Linked DNA regions of Rattus norvegicus: region 2 is linked to region 1. The links are chromatin contacts, called in public Hi-C maps. All regions are on one chromosome and are shown on one strand. Each heading gives the region's core, a stretch centred on a gene start, on an enhancer-like site or on the middle of the called end of the contact. The rest is flanking DNA. Distances are from core to core; before and after follow the strand shown.

Evidence for each region. A called contact is a pair of places that touch in the nucleus more often than the background predicts.
Region 2: a contact with region 1 is called in a Hi-C map of mammary epithelial cells, with 3 times the contacts expected there. The contact joins the promoter of L3mbtl3 here to the promoter of Arhgap18 in region 1. A contact is called at or near these places in 3 of 12 Hi-C or Micro-C datasets (the A7r5 cell line, hepatocytes and mammary epithelial cells).

The regions. Positions count from the first base shown.
Region 1 is chr1:20,369,344-20,373,315 of GRCr8, forward strand. It overlaps Arhgap18 (Rho GTPase activating protein 18), which reads right to left and starts at 1,953. Exons shown (of 15, transcript NM_001170575.1): 1 at 1,768-1,953. The coding sequence starts at 1,880.
Region 2 is chr1:20,805,313-20,809,334 of GRCr8, forward strand. L3mbtl3 (L3MBTL histone methyl-lysine binding protein 3) reads left to right here and starts at 2,367. Exons shown (of 21, transcript XM_063276409.1): 1 at 2,367-2,966. All of the region lies in intron 1 of Rbs10l2 (ribosomal protein S10 like 2), which reads left to right.

The DNA of each region.
Region 1 (3,972 bases), core at 703-3,202:
TCCCCCTCCTGCCTCAAACCAGTCTTCTCTCTTCTTACCACACACCCCAGCATCACTAACTATCCCTTATGAAAACTGAATCCCACAACAGGGTGGGTAACCAATACTGCCCTGAGCAGACCTGCCTTTTACAGTCCATGTAGAGCTGTGTCCCGACACAAATCACATATTGCATGGCCTACTGCCCACCCTGTTTTCTCTGCCCACCTTTGTTCCACTTCTGCAATATCTAAAAGCAAAACAATCCACACGTTTATTTGTTCAACCCCCTCAAGTCTAAACCTCCCATAACAAGCTACAAACTTGCAGACAATGGGAAAAGAGTGGCTATGGTTCCGTGCAAAAGCTTCCGCTAAGAAACTTTGCTACGACTGAAGAATTTCTGGAGTTTGAGTTTGAACAATGGGATGAAGGTTGGGACCCAAAGTCGCAGAGGTTTTGTTCGCTCTCACAACTGAGAGCTAAGACTCAGCTCCTGTTCTCAGGTCCACTCAGCCTGAAGCCACTTCCCAGTCATAAGGAAGCCAAGCTAGGGGCTGCTTGCTGCTAAAGAATGAATATTTCACTGTCCCGAAGAAGCATGCATGGAAACACTTGATAAATCGCAAACAAAACAAAACGGTTACACGTGGAGCCCCAAAGCAGCCACTCCCTTTGAACTTTGGAAATGAATTCATCCAGTGGCTTCAATACAATGGGCAACATGTGAGAAGCAAAGTTCTTAGCCAAGGTCTAACCCAGAATATTACAGCCTTTCCTTAGATTTTTCCCATCCTCCCCCCACCCCACCCCCATCTAGGGATTTGGAAAGCCAATGAAAGAAGACATTCTTTCAGTATAAGGCACAGGCCTTAAGTCACCCAGGAACAACGAAATTTTCACTATTACTTTTAATATCAAGATGGAATTGGACTTACTGCTAACTTTTTTTTCTTTTTTTTGCAATCTTCCAGGCCAATATTTGCAATTTATATCTAAGACTGGAGATTACAAGTTTCAGCTTGGGAGAAGGTCATTAAGGAGAGAAAGGAAGAGGCAGGGGAAAAAAACCAACCTTGAAAAACAGAACAAAGTACACAGAGAGGCAAAGAGGACTCTGCGACTCAATGGTCTATAGAACGTTTGCCCTGTCTGCCTATAAAGTGATTTAACATTAACCACGCTCCCTCTACCAGCAGAACACTTACTGCCTGCTGACAAAAACTCCCTTTTGAAATCCCAAGAGCGCAGGGAGGGGTGCGTTGGGCTGGGGGAGTAATCTACATACACTGAAGAATGTGAACAGCAGTCACAGGCCACTGTCTTGGGCATTTTGCCCAAGCGGTCTGCTTTCAGCGAGGGGCGGAGGGTGCCACTCTGAAAACAGCAAGCAGAATGACCAGCCTCCCGGCTTTTTGGCAGACTTTCCCGGCTGACAGTTCCCGCGGAGTTCTGAGCCCATTCAAGAATTCCATCTCACAGAGAGTGTTTCCGACCCAGCCATTTGATCGGCCAGGATTTGCACATGCACCTGCTAAGCTACAGGTCGGAGAGCCACAGAGCCACATCCCACCCCCCCACCACCACCCCTGACCCCCAACTGGTGACCAGAAGGGCTCTCTTGCACTCGGGTGAATGAGATGGAAAGAACAAGGCAATCGCCTATGCTGCAGCATTAGGTCAGGCTTCAAGTACGGAGGTGATTCTCTTCCCTCCTGACAACTTCCCCGTCACTTTGTTCCCGGGGCAGGTTGGGGTTTTTTTTGTTGTTGTTGTTTCTTTCCTTACCTGGAGGTGGCTTCGTCGCCTCCCTTTGCATGGCTGTCCCCAGCGACCTGGTCCTTGCCGCTGGGGTGGTAAGCAGTTAGCACAACTCCCGAGGAACTCGAGAGCCAGTTCATGGTGAGAGAAGGGGCATAATTTCTGGAATCCTGACACAGAGGGGAATGAAGTTCCTGTCTCGCCTGGCCAACTTGTTCATTAGCAAGGGCCAGCCCCTCCCCTGTCCCGGCCAGCGATTCACAGGGAGAGAGAGGGGCGTGGCCTCTCCAGCTGGGCTTCCTGGCCCTGCAGTTACAGGCTGTGTGTGACTCACAGCTTTGTTTAAACCCGGCAGTCCCCGGCTGCAGCCGCAACAGCAGTTATGGGGGGCCTGGGTGTATGGCACAGTCCCTGCCCCCAGGCTCAACAATGCAAGTACAGGCCTAGAGAGCAAGTAAAGCGTGGATCAGGACAGAACCTTTCCCCCTTCCCCATTTGTGTTACCATCTGATAATTTCTGCTGCTTCACTCAAGTAACGCATTCCTTAACCCCTTCAGGAACTCAACATTCACCATAGACAAACCAAGGAGCCCATCAAAGGTCACAGTGCCATTCGGCCCACCAGAAAGGCTCTGCTTTCCGCAATAAAAATATTGTTATTGCACGCCCTGCAATGTTAAACATACCTGTTGTTTTATCAAACACTATTTAGGAAAAATAAATTTCAAAATGTCTACCTAGTGACTTGTCTGTTAAAAGGCAATGGTGGGAATAAAAGAAGTTCCAACATTTGCTGAGAGCCTATTACTTTCCATTGGCTGTGGGGGCGTTGGGGTGGAGTGCCCAGGAGCACTCCAGCTTGTGACACACACAGACACACACACACACACACATGTGCACACGCATGCACACACACAATATTATTAGAAAGAGAATAGCCACAGGTGAAACATCTTGACCAAAATAAGTTCGTGTCAGGGGATGTCCACCTAGATTCCGCCTTGTTTAGTCAATTGAAAAAGCAGTTTGTTTAGTCAGTTTCAAAAGTCAGTTTTTAAAAATCATTTCCTGGGTTCTTTTTAGCTTCTAAAAAATTAAAAACAAAAATTCCTGCTCTTTGATATATATAACAATCTCAATTGAAACATTCTGCTTGGTATATATAAGGAATACATATATAATTATGTTTTATATGTTTCATATATTACATATAATTATATATAATATAAAATTAGATGAGGTCTCACGGTGTAGCCCTGGCTGACCTGGAACTTGCTTTGTAAACCAGGCTGGCCTCAAACCATAGATTCTCCTATTTCTGCTCCCAAGTGTTGTTCTTGGCACCACACCTTGATGATGATGGTGGTGGTGGTGGTGGTGGTGGTGGTGGTGGTGGTGGTGGTGTTTGGGGTGATTATTTGTGTGCGTGTTTGTAAAGTCTGTCTGCCACAAGTGTTCTGGTGCCCCAAAGGCTAGGTAAAGTATCAGATTCCTCAGAGATGGAGTTATAAGGAAGTTGTAAGCTGTCCAATAAGGTGCTGGGAACCAAATTCAGTCATCTGGAAGAACAGTATGTGCTTTTAACTACTGAGACATCTTTCCAGCCCTGATTTTAGCCTTGTACTTGCTATCCATTTGAGAACATTAAATTTGGGGAATCTCTGGCCAGGTAGGCCTGCCTGCGGCCACCACAACTACCAGTCTATGTGAGTGTGGGTGAGAAGCTATCCACGAGGCAAGGAAGCTATCCAAAGACCTGAATCCCCAGTCACAAACTAAAGTTCCTGGTCACCTTTGTGGTCACTCTTGATTAACCTAGCTAAAATTCTTCTGATGCTTTTGACTTTGCCGTTCCATATACATCTGGTTTGTATTTTTCATTATTTAAAACTGGAGAGATATTAACATTATTCTTATTTAAAAGCTGAGTACAGTGATACACACCTTTAATCCCAGCACTGGGAGGCGGAGGTAGGTTGGATCTGAGTTCAAGGCCAGCCTGGGCCACATGGAGAAACCCTGTCTCAAAACAAACAAACAAACAAAAAAAGGCAACAACAACAAAATATATCCACTGTGTTACTTGTGAAACATTAAAAAAAAAAGCAATGAGGGGAGGAAAGGGTTTATTTGGATTACATATCCGAATCAGGGAAGCCGAGGAGGGAACTTAGACTGGGCAGGAACCTCAAGACAGGAGCTAATACGGACTTGGAGGGGTACTACTTACT
Region 2 (4,022 bases), core at 1,117-3,616, 440 kb after region 1:
TGGAAGTTCATGGAGAGAGGCAATTACAGTATGCAAACTCAGAGCTTTAAAGGACCTTCACTTGGGAGCTCTTGAGAAGGCTCAAAATGTCTTTGAAGGACGAATACTGCAATTTGTTTAAAACGTCTTCCACGTAAACATTACTTTGACTCCAAGAGTGTGTATTTGAAGGGTATGTACATTTGATATAAAAATACGGAGAAAAACATGGAACTGAGGTAATCCTCTTGTTTGCGATGTCAAGGAGCAGCAGGCCTATCTGAAGAGTGTTCTGGGTATTTACATGTTGTGGGATGAGGCAGGGTGGGAGGCTTAGAGAAAATGTTAAGTGACACTGGCCAGAATGATATAGCGTTTGCCAGTTAACGGTAGGTAGAAGGTTGAAGGCAAGTAAAGAAGTTTCTATTAGCATGTTATTTCTTTGAGGGACAAGGGGTCCAGTGTATTGACAACAGTACCAAATTGATATTTAGAATAATATTGATATCTAGAATCTAACAACATTTCTGTCTGTGATTTAAGGAAAAATGACATTATTTTTCTTTTATTTGACTTTTTGGGAGCTGATTTTAAAGTCCTTATTCTTACAGGACTTCAAAATCTTTAGTATCTCCATCTTGGGCCACATTTTAACAATACCTTGCGATGAAGTTTTTATAGTGAGTTCTGAAGCAGAAATACAATGGCTACATTGTATCAAACCTCAAGCCATGGCAATTTCTGGTAGCCAACCCTTGCCCAGGGCAGTTTCTATGCAAGGCATGCTCTCTAAATCCTTGGCTTTAATAGGCCTTCTCTGATTGGTTGTCCTTAGTAGACTCTTCTAGAATAATGGATCTGTGTTCATCCTTGATGTATCCGCTTATTGCTATCCCGGACTCCTCAACTATTCTTGCAACCATGGTATTCACTACTTGGCATAATGTTACTTTTGGTCTTCTCTTCATTTCAAGCACCTTGAAAGAGTGGTGGAGGACATGGGAGCAAATCCCTACTATCTCAGTACTTAAGAAGCTGACGTGGAAGGACTGTTAGGAATCTCAGGCCAACTAGGGTTGCAGTATAAGATCCTATATCAAAAACCAAACAGAAATAACACAAAAAACATAATTTTAAAAAAGATTCTATTGAATTAATGTCTATGAAAACACGCACCCACACACTATAGAAATATCTAAAATTATCTAGTAAATGGCTGCAAGATGGAGTTTAAGAAAGAAGAATTTGAAATTAACTTTGTTTTTCCTAGGGCAAAGTCTTAGGTTAAGACAAAACTTGTGGCCTCTCTTTCTTTCTCTCGTCTCTTTGGACATTTCACGTATTTTGTTATTCAAGAGTTGGGAAGAAAAGGCCGAAAGCTGAAGTTCCGGTCGGCTCATGAAGTTGTCCTGGCACAGCCTTGAAGCAGGTTGAACCGAATGAGTGAAATCAGTCGTCAGGTGGTGGTCTGAGCTTATCAAGAGCCCTCAGTAACTGGGTCTTCTGTGCTCTAAACTGCTTACTGCTCAACTCACAAAGCTTATTTTATCAACTCTTATTTTGAAACTCTGCAGGGAGAGTTAGCGCCTGTGTTCCAGAGCACAGATGTGCCTTGATTTTGGTTTGAGAGCTGGCCCCTACAGTAATGGCAGCACTGGATGGTGGTCGGCATCTCTGCATTTCACGAGCCCGAAGAAAGAATTTAAGAGTGTATTTTCTGAAACTAGTGCAAGGAACATTCCTTAAGTGGAAAAAAAATTTAATCAAGAAAAATCTTACATTTTAGAGGAAGGCTTTTTAATATGGAATGTCCATCTGTGGTATATATATATTTTTAAATCCTAGGCCTCAGGCAACAATAGCAGAGAAAGGCCCCATACCTGTCATTAGACACAAAACAAACAGTCCAGCCAGGGGGCGGACCTTTCCTGGACTTCCCCACCGCTTTCTCTTTCCTCTTTGAGAAGTGCAGGGTTTGCCTTACTGCCTTTTTCCTTTCACAGCAAACTCTCCTGTTGGCATAACATATTTATCACAAGTTTAATTACTTTGAATTATTTCGTCTGCCCCCTCCCCTGAACCTTGTAGAAAAGGGCATCCGTAAACTCCCCCAAAGTCAGCTTGCAATCCCTAAGCAGAAAACTGCCAATATCGAAATGCAATAATGGTTTTTATCCAGATTTGACGCGTTGATAAAGGCACAGTTGGCTATTTAGGAAGCTCAGCCATCTTGCCTGAGTACCTTAAGCGGGCGGTCCCCTCTTATTGCCTAGGCACTCTACCAGAGATTTCTAAGTTGAGGTAGAACTCCCAGCATCCTTTTCAACAGAGGCCTAACCCGCTGGAGCTGTCAATATAAATCTCATTTAGGATGCGGAAAAGGACGCACAAGTTTCAGACTTTATTATGCATTCTTCCAGTCCCGAAAAGGGCAAATGAAACTCCGTACAAGCGTAGAACTTTATTTCCTATTTTATTCTTGACCTGTGGCATGGATCTAGCCCCTGGGTAGCAACGGTGTGAGACCAGGGCCCACTCTTTAATGGCTGAATGCACACGTTTAGGCAGCACATGGTGGATTCGCTGCTCTGCAAATTGCCGTAGAAAAAAAGTAAAGTGCAAAAGCAGACAAAGAAATCTATAACCTTCTCGGTCTTTCACATTTGTTCGGGCCGTTCTTTGAAGCAGCTCGGAAGCGGCGACAAGGATCGCGGAGAGATGCACCTGAAGCAGTTGTGTGAGGGCGGCCGCCTCGGCCGAGCCGCTCAATCGCGGCTTTCCAGCGGCGAAGGCGCAGCAGCAGTCAGAAGGAAGGCAGTGCGAGCCTCCCCGGCAGCGGCGGCGGCGGCGGCGGCACCGGCACCAGCGCAGTTTCCCCTCTCCCCAGCCCTGACTCTACGCGCACATGCGCACTGCGCCCGCAGCCCTGGACCATTTGTCAGGACTACTCGTGAGACGGAGAAAAAAAAAAGAGAGAAAATTTGGGGGTAAGGAGCGCTTGATCGGATCTAATCTCTAATTAATCCGCAGATCGGCCTGCGCCAGAGCCATTCATTGATTTTTTTTCTCGGTGAGGATGAAAGTTCTGAGACCGAGAGAGGGAAGGAAGCGCACCCTCGTCTTGGGAAAGAGATCAGGGGAGGGGAAGGAGAGAAGGGGTTTCTCCCCCACTTCTCTGCGCCTCTGGGAAAGAGGAGAAAACTTAATCCCGGGGAAAAAAGTGGGCAAGTGACTCGGAAGCGGCTGGAGGGGGAGTCTGTGGGCATCTCACTCTGAAGTAGTGAGTGCGAGTGCGAAAGAGGAACAAAAGAGCGAGAAAAGAGAAAGGAAAAAATGGGGGGGAGGAGAGACTTGTATTTTTTTTCTCCTTTGCGCGCACACGGGGAAGGGTGTGGGGGGCCGTGCGGAAGGGAGCGGGCCGAGGCGGCCGCGTCGGGCGGTCGCCGGCGCGCAGGCGGCGGGATGCGTGTGGGCCCCCTCCCCCGCGCCCCCCCGAGCTTGTCACTTTGGTCGCTTTTTTGACACCGGGCGCGGGGTGGCGGCGGTGGGGGGAGAAGCGCGGCACCGCGGGGCTGCGTGTCCGGGGCGGCGCTGGGGGGGAATCGCGGCGGAGCCGCAGCCTCCCCGGGGGCACCGAGCGCGGTCGGCCTGAGGCTAAGGAGGGAGGGGGCGGCTTCGGGAGGGGACCGCGGGCACGATCGGTGCGGCGGCGGGAGGACGCGAGCACCGGCGCGCCGCCCCTGCGGCCCCCTCCGCCCGTGTGGCCTTTGTGCCGGGCGCGCACCGGGTGAGCGAGCGGGCGGGCGAGCGAGCGAGCGAGCGGGCGGGCGAGCGCGAGAAGTCCAAGTACGGGAGACCGAGGCAGTGGGAAAAGAGGCCGGGCCACTTTCCTAACCGGCTGGGCTGCGGAGAACGGACTGGTTGAATGTGGCAGAGGCGCGTCTGGCTGGCGCGGCCGTGTGTGTGTGAATGTGTGTGTCGGTGAGTGTGTGTGTGTCGGTGAGTGTGTGTGTGTCGGTGTGAGTGTGAGCGCGCGCCGAGAG